Linked DNA regions of Danio rerio: all the other regions are linked to region 2. The links are chromatin contacts, called in public Hi-C and HiCAR-type maps. All regions are on one chromosome and are shown on one strand. Each heading gives the region's core, a stretch centred on a gene start, on an enhancer-like site or on the middle of the called end of the contact. The rest is flanking DNA. Distances are from core to core; before and after follow the strand shown. Region 1 holds the start of xrcc3 (X-ray repair complementing defective repair in Chinese hamster cells 3). Region 2 has its middle 36 kb from the start of nudt14. Region 3 holds the start of btbd6b (BTB (POZ) domain containing 6b).

What was found. Hi-C and Micro-C count contacts between places; a contact is called where the count stands out from the background. HiCAR-type assays count read pairs that join an accessible place to other places.
Region 1: a HiCAR-type map of caudal fin shows a contact between it and region 2, with 12 times the contacts expected there. The contact joins the promoter of xrcc3 here to the enhancer-like site in region 2. A contact is called at or near these places in 6 of 18 Hi-C or Micro-C datasets (caudal fin, embryo, hematopoietic stem cells and 1 more) and 2 of 4 datasets of contacts at active chromatin or transcription factors (caudal fin and embryo).
Region 3: a contact with region 2 is called in a Hi-C map of hematopoietic stem cells, with 5 times the contacts expected there. The contact joins the promoter of btbd6b here to the enhancer-like site in region 2. A contact is called at or near these places in 6 of 18 Hi-C or Micro-C datasets (caudal fin, embryo, hematopoietic stem cells and 2 more) and 2 of 4 datasets of contacts at active chromatin or transcription factors (caudal fin and embryo).

Annotation. Positions count from the first base shown.
Region 1 is chr20:23,444,669-23,449,212 of GRCz12tu, reverse strand. xrcc3 (X-ray repair complementing defective repair in Chinese hamster cells 3) reads left to right here and starts at 3,207. Exons shown (of 7, transcript NM_001013541.1): 1 at 3,207-3,360; 2 at 3,451-3,588. The coding sequence starts at 3,306. It overlaps brf1b (BRF1 general transcription factor IIIB subunit b), which reads right to left and starts at 2,745. Exons shown (of 19, transcript NM_199889.1): 1 at 2,534-2,745; 2 at 1,788-1,987. The coding sequence starts at 1,968.
Region 2 is chr20:23,776,118-23,780,437 of GRCz12tu, reverse strand. No RefSeq gene overlaps it. Among named protein-coding and RNA genes, the nearest start is that of nudt14, 36 kb to the left of the region's middle. Within about 2 kb of position 1,462, at least 3 of the 62 cell types and tissues checked have an H3K27ac peak or open chromatin away from gene starts, as enhancers often do.
Region 3 is chr20:23,475,478-23,479,915 of GRCz12tu, reverse strand. It overlaps btbd6b (BTB (POZ) domain containing 6b), which reads left to right and starts at 2,453. Exons shown (of 5, transcript NM_001024815.2): 1 at 2,453-2,566. The region is part of intron 6 of brf1b (BRF1 general transcription factor IIIB subunit b); the gene reads right to left.

The DNA.
Region 1 (4,544 bases), core at 1,958-4,457, 330 kb after region 2:
AGCAATATTCCATATCTATACATTCATTCAATCCCAAGTCTTTGAGAAGTCTGGTTCAGTTTACCCCTCAGATGATTTTTAAAAACATCTCTGGTCCTCCTATAACACATGCAATGACAGCAAAACTTTTTGATGGTTTGTTTGAAGACAACATATCTTTCCTTTTGTCACACACAAAACTCATAATGAACATCTTAAAACCCATAAATGAACCCCTTCTTCCCTTATTGTAGTCTTTCTAAAGATACAAAGATCATTTTTTAATAAAAAAATAACAACACAATGAAGTTAAATATAGGCATTTTCTTTCCATTCAGCAGTAAACCAATGTTAAGTTAACTTTAATGGGACACCATAGTACATCCAGTTCAACCTATAAATCGCCTTTAATGTTTTGCAAATAAAATGGGCATCTATATATATGATTCATTAAGAGGCACTTTGTTCTTCACCAGTAAAAAGAGGTCACTAAGGTTGCAGCATTCTTAATAATAAGAGATCATATTCCATTTCTTTATTATAATACATATAGGCAACATGCAATATCATAAAACGGCAATTTATGCTCAACAATTCAGGGAAAAGAATGATAAAATAAAAGCTGAAAGCAGAAAAAAAATATTTTCACTGAAAAATAAATAGTGAATTGAAATTTGTAAAAACAAAAAAAAAACAAGAAAGTATGTTAAATGAGATTCTGAATAATTTTATGACATACTTCAAAAAATAAAGGTGATTTAGTATTAAAAAATACTAAGTATTCCTAAATTTTATTTTTATTATGTTTTTAAATAAATTGGTCTTCCACTTCATATTTTCTGATTATTCATAGTGTATGAATTAATTCCGGTTCATTTAGTTTTTCCGGTACATTTACCGGAATTACCGGTACTTTAACTTAAACCGACATACATTGGTGGTAGAAGTTGATATTTCAGAAATTATGCGATGTGGGAAAAATGCATTGAGTGTGTTAACTAGCGACATTAGGAGTTAAAAAATGCAATCCATTTTTTTTTCTTGGTGGAGCAGTTATGAGATGGAAATAAAACAAATAATGTGATTGCCTCATATGGAAAATTCAAGCCCATTATCCTGTCATACTTTCTGCAAATAATTTGCTATAATATGTCAAAACTGCTTTTGCAACTGACATGGATTTTGAATTATCTAGCTGGTTAAGTTAACTTTAATGGAACACCATAGTACATCCAGTTCAACCTATAAATCGCCTTTAATGTTCTGCAAATAAAAAAGGCATCTATATCTTGGATTGTCTGATAGTGAATGAACATCAAGTTTTAATTTTATTGTAGTTTTTAGGTTGAGTTTTGACCATTTAGACCAGCTGCATTAAAATGCATTATAATTTAATTTCATCCTACCACATTTTAAATGTACTTTATTTTACAGTATGTGTACTGAACATGTTCTTACAGTGTACTTACCTTATACTGGGTTTTACAAGATAACTATACGAGTTAAGGTTCAGGGGTATGTGCTTCTGTGAGAACATGTTTAGACTGTGGCTAGCCAATAAATTAAATTGTGCAAAAGCATAAAAGAGTTTAAAACATTATCTGTGAGAAATCTTTTCCTATTTTTGATTTCGGTATATTTTCTCTATATTTTCTTTCTGTATTTTCATTTGAGCATTTATTTTTTTTCAAAAAATTATAATTTATTATAGTAAAAGGCACTCCAAGTGACCAAGCATACAGATTTCCCTGAAACATGGGGCATGATCCCAACTATCATTTTTTTAGGTTTAAGAAAACAGCTCTTACCATCTGCAGACACAAACTGGCCGACGGCTGAAGAGACTCCTCCACTGTTTTCCACAAACTGAACCTCAGACACAATGATGTTATCCTCCAGAACCGAACCACAGGCTGTGCAGACTGCACTCCCCCGGGCTGGATCTGTGTCGATGTCCGATCCACCACAGTTCTTGCACTGGCGACTCATACTGACTGAAGACTTAGACCTGAGGAGCACACACCAACTCCATTACAGAACAGGAAACACTTTACAAAACATACTGTTTTTTATGTTTTTGTCAGTTTCTTGTTATTAAGATATTATAAACATAAAACACGTATTAAAACCGAATAACCAGCAATATAATGTTTTCAACAGAACCTTATCTTCAACGGGGATTGAACTCGGGTCGCACGGCTTCATTGGTCTTGCATATTCCGCTCTGCTACGCGACAGTTAGCATGCCGGATACACAATGCACATTTGTCGCCCTGTTCATTGTCGGTCATGATTCCTATATTCTTATATTAGGATTCATTTTATTTTATGTTTTATGTTCTAATGCACATCAATAGTAACGTTATTTTTGCTAAGCTAATGTTTTGATATGGTTTATGTATGTGCACATATGCTACAGAATGAAAGCTAGCTTGAATGATACGACCCTAAACATTCTACAAACAGCTTAGTTTATCGCTTTATTCTTTATTTCATAATGTAACATAAACATACACAATTTACGCTAGCCTTTAACAGTAAGATAGCCACTCACCAGTCAAAGGAAGTAAAGACTTTAGCTCAACAACTTTAAAACCGTATCCAGTCGTATTTCTTGTTGTTTGATAAACTATTTAGATAGCAAATCCTGTTTTACTATGACCAACATGTTTAAAAGAGTTAAATCAATCTGTTTTGGTAAAATACTTCATTTAATTCATAACAACATACTATTGTGACTTTCCAGATCAGTCCATCTACCCAACTGAAACACAACATTAAGGGCTGTTCTAAAAACAGAACATAGAGGGGTGGCCAATATCCAAAAGTTCTTATTTTAATTGTTATCATGAGTTTATTTTGCTTATACGTATTGTGTGTGAACCTAAATACCTTAGAATTATATAAATGCTGAATGTATATTACTACAATACCATTTGATCGTTTTATGTAATAGCCTAAACTCAAAACACCCCCATATTGATTTAACTGAACCAGTGGCAAACCCCAGCTCTAAAGCGCGATAATATGAAGGGTCAGTGCTTTAGCCGTTACGCTAACGCTATTCTCTTTTTGTTTTGTTAAAATTAAGTATTGTTCTTTATATGTATTGCTTCTTACTGCATGTCTTTGAAGAAACGTAAATAAATATCGTTAGCCGGCTGGATTTAAGACTTTAATTTTGACAGACTATATGACACAATGACCGGGAAGTAAACATCGTGCAGTTCAAAATGTGCGCAAATAGTTTTAGTTAACGTTAGTTGAAATGTTTATTCATTGTTTTATTAACGTTAAACTGTTATTATGGAGATTCAAGTTTGGTGATGGAGTGGGAACAACTTGAGCTGAATCCAAGGATTATTGCTGCTGTTAAAAAAGGTTGATAAACAATCCCTTATTGCGATACATTGCTGAGAGAGTGCGTTACAGTTTATTTATCTTCGTGTTAAACGTTATTTCAATGTTTAGGCAATTTTAGATCAGCCAAAGAGATCCTGTGTGTATCTGGTCCAGATCTGCAGAGACTGACGCGCTTGTCAAAGGCTGATGTCCAGCGTCTTCATCAGGCGGTAGCGGCTTCTGTGCGCAAGTCTAAACCCGTCACAGGTTATACTTTTGTATTATTTTAATTTTAAACATCCGGTGTTGTTATAGAGGTAATTACAGAACTTTTTTTCTGATTTTATTTGATCAAAGAGACAGTTCTCCCCCCAAAAAATGAAAATTCTGTCATCATTTTCTCACCCTTGACTTGTTTCAAAACCGTTTGAGGTGTTTTTGTTCTGTTGAATATAAAATGAGATATTTCGATAAATGTTGGAAACCTGTAACTATTGACTTTCATAGTGATTTCCGTCCTACTTTCCAACATTCTTTAAAATAACTTTTGTGTTCAAGAGAACAACAAACTCAACTGGTTTGTAATAAGTCAAGAATAAGGAAATGACGACAGCATTTGTATTTCTGGGTGATCAATGCCTTTAAATTCTTTGAATATTTATATGATTTTAACAAATAAGAAAAAAAGATGAAATAAGATTTATGTAAACATCTGAAATTGTTGTTCATATAAACATGTGAAATAGATTATCTAGAAAAGATACAAACTAGATTAGAATGAATTATAATTAGCTTAAAAGTAAAGTAAATGAGTTGTAAATATAATGCAAGAATAGAAAATAAACATTGCCAATATAATATTTAGCGCTATTTATAATATTAATTATTTACAGTATACAACATTATGTACATTATATAGATATCTTTTACATTTTAGGATGTAAATAGAAAAAATAAAATAGACTAAAAAACCCCTGCTTTAAAAGTCAACCATGTCAAATAAATCTAAACTTTATAAACAATTTCCGGATATTTAAAAATACTATTTTTAAATCTGTTTAATGAAGAAACAAGAAATTTGCTCGTAAACCAACATTAAACAGAACCAGCTCTCTATTTAAAAGTTATATTCATTACATTATAAAAATCAAATATAGTAAGTTAATTTCATTAATAAAAGCTGATTATACAGTAGGTCTCTAGTCTGTTTCAAGCACAAACAA
Region 2 (4,320 bases), core at 213-2,712:
GTTTTTTTCTGCCTTATTAATTGACGATGCTGTGACTCTGAAAGTAAGATGCTTTTTTTTCCGGACAGACAGACCGGGCCGGCCCATGTGACACTCTGCAGCCCATTGGTTCTTTTCTTTATTGACATTGTTCTGGTCCAATCACAAACTCCAAGAAGTTTGGTCAGCGTGCATCGTCTGTGTGTATTTGTCAAAATAGTCGAGAGTCAGAGAGAAGAAACGGAAGGGAGGCGCAAAGAAATTGCGGGAAACACACCAGCGTTTTATTTAGCGGTTCTGAAAAGTTCTCCGTTCATTCTAGCACACGGCTAAAAACGCAAATCACGTGACCACACGCACACACACACACACTCCAAGAGCTGCAGCCAATAGTTTAGCGCAGGTGCTTTAAGCATAAACCCCAGGTGAGAGTATAATGCATGTCGGACACTTCATCAACTATCTGCTTGTTCTCATCTCACTATAGTTGTTAATCGTGATATTGAATTCATCTTGTTGTCTCTATACAACGACTCTTCTGTCTTTTTTAATCACTTGTTCTAAGGGAACTCTGTTTTGGCTGAGTGCAAAGATAAGCTAATATAATAATTTATGTAACCACATACACTGATTCTGCACATTGACTGATTGCTTACCTTTATCGTATAAATTTATTGTACGTTATACAGTTATAATGGCCATTATTGATTATTAAAACTGATATTCTGCAAAAGAGATGGGGTAAAGTTCATTCTGAAAAATGAAAATGAAAATGAAAGGAGGCAGTTATATTTAAGCCCTGTTTTGTTATAAGAATGCAGAGTGAAGATGATGCTTATATAAATATATAATTTACGAGTCTGTTTTGTTTGTTTTGAGTCTGTTAGTCATAATATCAAAATGAAGCAAATTTCCTTATGTTATGTTTTCATTGTTAAGATTGTGAAACAGCAAGCAGGATGAGATGAATGAGGTTATAAGTACACTGTTCCCTTTGAAAATTTACTCATGCGTCACCTGGCAGTTTTTGTTATGTTTATTGTTTAATATAGCTGAGTGGATAGTGTATAGAATGAGCTAATTTGGCTGTAGTGTATAAGTGTGTGTGTGTGAATGAGTGTGTATGGGTGATTTCCGATACTGGGTTGTGGCTGGAAGGGCATCTGCTGCATAAAACATGCTGGAATAGTTGGCAGTTCATTCCGCTGTGGCAACCCCTGATAAATAAGAGACTAAGGCGAAGGAAAATAAACGAATGATAGTGTATTGTTTAGAACATTTTAATTGAATGTAGTGGGCAGCTCTGGCTTAAAATGCCAGGGCCGATTTTTTGCCCCAGTCCAGCCCTGGATATGTTTACAGTTTATGTTAAGTGTGACCTTCTTGCTGTGAGGCGATTGTGCTGCCCACTGTGCCACTGTGACGCCCCAGTATGGATTACATTTTCAAACAAAGATTTAGTCCCAGCCAAGATCAACATAGATATTAATCCAGGGTTGCATCATACTTGGCAAAATCATTTTGGGTATCATGAGATTGCTAAAGTTGGCATATTTCAAAGTGAACTGGCGACTGTGGTCAAACATTGCGCAATACCTCCAACAAGCCTTGTCTTCATGTTTCTATTACCAATAAAACTGCACAACTCAACAACACACCTAATTAAGCCATACATTTAGGAAAAACAAACTGTATGAGGTGGTCTTTCAGACAGTAAAAAAAGGAATATTTTCCAAAGTTATAATAAAAGCATTTTTTAATCTTTAAACACTGCAAAAAATGCTTTCCTTACTTTAATTTTTTGCTTTGTTTCTAGTCAAAATATCTAAAAAAAATAATTATATCAAGAAGCATTTTCTAGGTAAGCAAAACATATAGTCTTGTTTTGAGAAATAATATGCCAATATTAAGTAAGTTACTCCTTGAAACAAGCTAAATAATCTGCCAATGGGGTAAGCTAAATAATTTAGTTTTTCCTTTTGACATTAGATTGTTTAGCTCACCCCATTGGCAGATTATTTAGCTTGTTTTAAGAAAAACTCACTTAATATTGGCATATTATTTCTCAAAACAAGAGAATATGTTTTGATTGTCTAGAAAATTCTTTTTGATTTAAGAATTTCTAGATATTTGTACTATAAACAAGACAAAAAATCTAAGTAAGAAGTAAGAAAAGAATTTTATTTATTTATTTTTTTTTTTTCTAGCTGGTATACGGTAAATGACTTAAACTAATTAGGTAAATGTTGAATCCACAATTCCTCTGTGCAAACTACATTAAGTCTTATTGATTGAAAATAATGGCTAGTAATACAGTGGCTGTGATTTACATGAACAATTTTTTTAATTAACTAATCACGAGAGGAAAAAAATTTTTTAGACAAATAATCGCTTTATTTAAAGAATATAGAATTAAACAAGGGCAGCACGGTGGCACAGTGGGCAGCACAGTCGCCTTACAGCAAGAAGGCCGCTGGTTCGAGCCTCGGCTGGGTCAGTTTGCATTTCTGTGAGGAGTTTGCATGTTCTCACCGTGTTTGCATGGGTTTCCTCTGGGTGCTACGGTTTCCACCACAAGTAAAAATACATGCGGTATAGGTGAATTGAATTAGCTAAACTGTCTGTATTGTCTGTGAGTGAATGAGTGTTTATGGATGTTTCCTAGTGATGGGTTGCAGGTGGGCATCTGCGTTGGCACCCCAGTGAGTTGCTGTAAAATGAAATGCATTAACCCTTCATCATTCAGACTTCATCATTCATGCCACCCTCTGAACACACACACACACACACGCACGCACGCACGCACACACGCACGCACGCACGCACACACACACACACACACACACACACACACACACACACACACACACACACATTATGGGGTGTAATTGATTGCTCATTAACACACAGCTCCCTTTGAATCAGCATGATAACATTCTCCAGCCAAGAGGTAATTCTGCACAGAGTAAGCAACCTTGAACTCTGTTTTAATGGAGGATTTAGCCTTAATTGTGTTATTTTGCCCTATTACTGTCTCTGCAGCACATCACACTGCTTGAAGGACACATTGAGTTGTTTCAGGGTATATTTACTTAACAATAATGTACAAAAATGACAAAAAAAAATTCTTTGTGTTTTAAAAGGTTTTATGTTAAGACAAAAATGTTAAAAACTGCCAAAACTGCATGTGTAAAAAATTAAATAATAACATACTGTCTTATGCATGGAGGCCAGTAGATGGCGATAACATTTTGTAAAGAAGCACTGCATGCATGCACATACTGTACAGTACAATAGTTTGACTTGTTTTATACAATAAAAATGTGTAATAAGCATGCACATTGTCACATTACAAAATTGGGAAAATTTGTCTGGTTGGTTTTTCAGGCAATATTAAAAAAGGAAAACACTTAAAGAATAACTCTTAAAGATTTACTTAAAAATCCTCGTAATAATTTGCACTAACAAATTTCAAGTAAAATTTACATTCTTATATCAGATACAATTAACTTGTCAATATCATGTAAAATGTACTTAATGTTTAATCTAACACTCCTAAATTAATGAAGTAAAAGTTAATTGATTATCTTTAATTTTGAGTCTATATTTATTCAAATTAATCAAGTAATGTCAAGTTCATGTTTTAGCAAAAGGACAACTGCTTTTTTTAAAGTAATTTAAATACATCTTTAGTTACAATTAGTTACAGTTAGTTCTTAGTTAATTAGTTACAAACAAGCACGTCTGGCATAACATTTATAATTAAAATACACATTTCCACTGAGTTGGAATTTGTTAATTAATTCATTCATTTTCTTTTCGGCTTAGTCCTTTACTAATTTTTGGAGCACAAGCGGAATGATACGCCAACTTATTAAGCACATGTTTTACGCAACGGATGCCCTTCCAGCCACAACCCATCCCTGGGAAACATCCATACACACTTATTCACACTCATACACTACGGACAATTTAGCCTACCCAATTCACCTGTACCGCATGTCTTTGGACTGTGGGGGAAACTGGAGCACCCGGAGAAAACCCACGCGAACGCAGGGAGAACATGCAAGCTCCACACAGAATTGCCAACCGACCCAGCCAAGGCTCGAATCCATGACCTTCTTGCTGTGAGGCAACAGCACTACCTACTGGCCACTGCGTCGTCGAATTTGTTATTTCACTTTAGTTTAAGCCAGGGGTGTCCAAAGTCAGTCCTGGAGGGCCGGTGTCCATCAGATTTTAGCTCCAACTTGCCTCAACACACCTGAAACACTTTCTAGAAAGCCTAGTAGGAGCTTGATTAGATAGCCCAGGTGTGTCTGTTTGAGGTTAGAACTAAAC
Region 3 (4,438 bases), core at 1,204-3,703, 300 kb after region 2:
ATATTTACAGGTAACATTGTTCTAGTGTTTTTTGTATTTTATAAATTAAAAAGTCTTACACGTTGTGCCATTTTATTATGCATTCATCAGATGTTTCAATCTTTGACCTTGTCTTGTGTGTCTAATGTTATTAAAATCATCCTTTGCTTTGGGAGAAGCTTGATTTTGACAGTGGGAGTGCTAAATCGAAAGTGCTAATCAAGACCTTTTGCAATTAGTGCATGGCAGAAGTGTTAACTGTATTTTCAATAATCTGTAAAATAAAACCCACACAGAACCATAGAAACTACATAATTAAAAACCAAAATAGATGAACGCTAACAGTCCTGCATTATATATATATTTTTTGTAATTGTTCTAACACCTATTGTTTTAAAAATAATTCAGGAGGTGTAAAAGAAGACTCACTCTTTAAATAAATAGAAGGTTTGAAGGTCTGTCCAAATATACTTTCCTCAAACACATGTCGAAGGAAAATTGACATTAAAATGCTAGCAATTCCCCCATATGAAATCCTTAGGTTAATTTGCAAATATACAGTCTTGTGGATGAAGGTCTGAAAACTTTGAATAGTGAAAAACCGTTATGTGCCGAGTCATGTTTTCATTCATTTTCTTTTCGGCCTAGTCCTTTTGTTAATCAGGGGTCACCACAGAAGAATGAACCGCCAACTTATCCAGCATATGTTTTACACAGTGGATGCCCTTCCAGCTGCAACCCATCACTGGGAAACACCCATACACCATATTCACATAGACTACGGACAATTTATTCATTCATTCATTCATTTTCTAGTCGGCGTAGTCCCATTATTAATCTGGGGTCGCCACAGCGGAATGAACCGCCAACTTATCCAGCAAGTTTTTACGCAGCGGATGCCCTTCCAGCCGCAACCCATCTCTGAGAAACATTTTGAGAAAACCCATCTCTGAGAAAAAAGCGGATGCCCTTCCAGCCGCAACCCATCTCTGAGAAACATCCACACACACACTCATATACTACGGACAATTTAGCCTACCCAATTTACCTGTCCCGCATGTCTTTGGACTGTGGGGGAAACCGGAGCACCCGGAGGACATGCAAACTCCACACAGAAACGCCAACTGAGCCAAGGTTCGAACCAGCGACCCAGCGACCTTCTTGCTGTGAGGCGACACCACTACCTACTGCGCCACTGCCTCACCCACGGACAATTTAGCTTACCCAATTCACCTATAGTGCATGTCTTGTGGTGGAAACTGGAGCACCTGGAGGAAACCCACACGAACATGGGGAGAACATGCAAACTCCACATAAACTCCACACAACTAACCCAGCCGTGGTTCGAAACAGCGACCTTCTTGCTGTGAGGCGAAAGCGATACCCAGTGCGCCACCACATCATGTTTTGGAATGTGGAACTGTCTGCACATTAACAGCTAGGCTGAATCATTCATTGTCTTTAAACCGACACATCAATAACTTTAATGAACTGTCAGCAAAACATCAGCAAGAACATCACAAATCAGTAGAGATTCATTCATTATTTTGGTGACACATTTCTACATAAAATGCATGCAAACGGAGATGACTGAAAGTTTTCTGTGGTCTATAAACCAAATTCAGAAAGATTTTTTTCTGTTTTTTACAGTCTTTCTCTTACCTTTATTACCAAATGACAGAATAGTAGATTTTTGGTTCACATCATTTTGGCAATTGTATACAATTGTAAGTATAAAATTGTATAAAATTGGCAAGTATAAAAGCACCCTAAAGGTGTTTGTATTGTTCTTTGCTTTAACCCATTTACTAATGTTTTTAAATCCTTCTGTGTTCTTCTAATACTTATAATTCTGACAGACTGATGAACATTTTATTTTCAGATACATACACAGCTTAAGTAGTTCCTGGCTGGTTTTGGCAGCCTTATAATTCCATATCATGACAATTTATTTCACAGACTACAAATGTTACATGTCCATTATATTTTGATAATTCAAGACTCTTCATCAGTTATGCATTCCATAATTGACATTTATTAATTGATGGATGGATGGATGGATGGATGGATGGATGGATGGATGGATTGATTGACTGACTGACTGCACTGACTCACTGCTCCTTTACTATGTTTTGACCAGCTTGCTTGCTAGTTATTTGGATGTTTTCAGACGTGTGTGTTTTAGAAATAGAAGAGGGTGAGAAAATGCAGACAGAATTTTCATTTTTTAGGTAAACTATCCCTTTAAATCATGAACCAGCTTCCCCAACCAAAACTGACTGTCTGAATCAGTTTAACATTTAGTACATTTCACTCACTGAGTGCATGTTTCACAGACTCTGGCTGGCAAAAAACATCATTGTCTAAATTGTTTGAGATAGATAAGCCGCTTATCCTAGGCGAAGGATCCAGTTTCCAGCACCGGAGCCCTCTGTTGGAGATCCGGGAAAGCTGTACAAGCCCAACCCCCTCTCTCTCTCATAGCACACACTGTAGATTTAACATGGCTCCTGGTTGCCAGCGAGCCTCCAAACATCAAACCTGAATGTATTTTTCCTGGCAGCTGCGCTTCGCTCGGCTCAATAAGGTAAAGAACGACTAAAGATGTGCAATTTAAGTTCCTCAGCATTTACTGCTTTATTAAATCGCAAATAATGATTCGTAGTACTTCGACTAAAGAGTCCGTTTTGGTGGACAAGTCTATGCGGACGGACGGTGGCTCTGTTCTGCTGTTACTTTACGTCTTTAAAACCGGTTTGTTAAGGACGCTGGAGCTATAATCATTGATTGTACATGTTAATGGTGAACACGGGGGATAATTCTAGCGAGCACATCAGAGATTCCCTCAGTAGGTTGAGCGCTTGGTTGCAGATGTTTATCCCTTATGAGACGTTACGGCTGCATCAGCAAATTGACTGATCCTGTGAAGTTGAAACATCGCATTTGGAGCTCGCGTATGGCTGTAAAGCGTTACAATGTTGAGTTTTGTGTCACGCGCTTTTGTGGAGAAAAGTTTATTAATAATCCCCTTAACGCTTCGTGCGGGATTTCATAAACGCTCATCAATCTTGCTTGGCCTCTGATGATGATGATGACATTGATGACAGTAGTATAAGATGATATGATACTTTTACATGTTTTTCTGACCATGTTGTTGGAAGTGTTGACGTGAACGTGCATTGTCAACAACGGAAATGTGAATCTTGCATTAAACGACTGCGATTCATGTCAACCATTCAGCTTGCTTACCATTAAATATTCCTTTAATAATCAGTTCAATTTTTAGCATGATGTTTCATTTATCGCTTACAATTACTAAATTATGACATTGTCAGATTTAACTAAATAAGGTTAGGTTAAATGGATCCACTGCGTAGACGCGAGACATTTTAATGACTTCACATGATTTTTTTAGAGGCAGAACGAATAAAATGGGACATAAATGGTTTTTAAATAATAAAAACGTAAAAGCACCTCATTGCATTTGTGTGAAATACTACTGTGTATATGTTGTCATTTTAAGCAACTAAGTTAGTCGTTTCAGTCTCACGAGCATTCAATGCTTCAATACTGAACAACATCAGTTCATCAAAGTATTAAACTGCGAGACAGGTTAATTAAGTAACGCTCCTTGTGATACATAAATGTTTTGATGCACCATAGCAGACTCATAAGAATCATTCTCTATGTAGGCTACTATAACTAACGTTACACTCACTAGTTGTGTTGGTTTTGCTTCAGTAAAAACCAATGGACACACTGGAGTCGATAACACTCTGCTCGGTGTAACGCTGAACAGCTGACTGAGATTTGTTATGAAAATCATTCGGCTGGTTAAATGTTATTAGGTTTTTCGCTTCTCAACAGTAGTAAACAAAGCGTAAAGGGTTAACTGGTGCTCGTGTGAGCGGGCGAGAGAGGCGGGCGGTCCTGCTGTGGGAGGCGCAACTGGGCTGCTGATGTCAGATTCACTTGTAGTTTGATTGGTCAAAACGGAGCAGGACGTCCTCTCCCGTCACACAAAACCTGCTTTACACTACAGCGTAAAGACGCGGAGAGGGGATACACCACAGATTTGTAGGATGACAAGGACCACGTAGCACTTTCCATGGTGGATTCGGGGCTATTACTTTATTATTTATCCGACTGCAGCAGTTCTATTGACTTGCATGCTATTACTTTCAATGTTCGCGAGGATGCGATGAGAAAGAAGAAGAAGTCATCGAGCTGGAATATTTCCGCTGGATGGATCCTTGCGTTTGTTCTGTAAATGTTTCCATAAGGAGGAAATGAAAAAGCTATGGTATATTTAGCACAAACGAGTGATCGAGGCTTGTAGTTTGTAATTAAATTAAAGGGAACCCTTCCCTCCGCTACACCTGCCTATTAATTACGCGCAGACTGGTGGATAGACTTGCTGATGCCAACAACGCCAGATTGCCTATATGGCAGGATCATG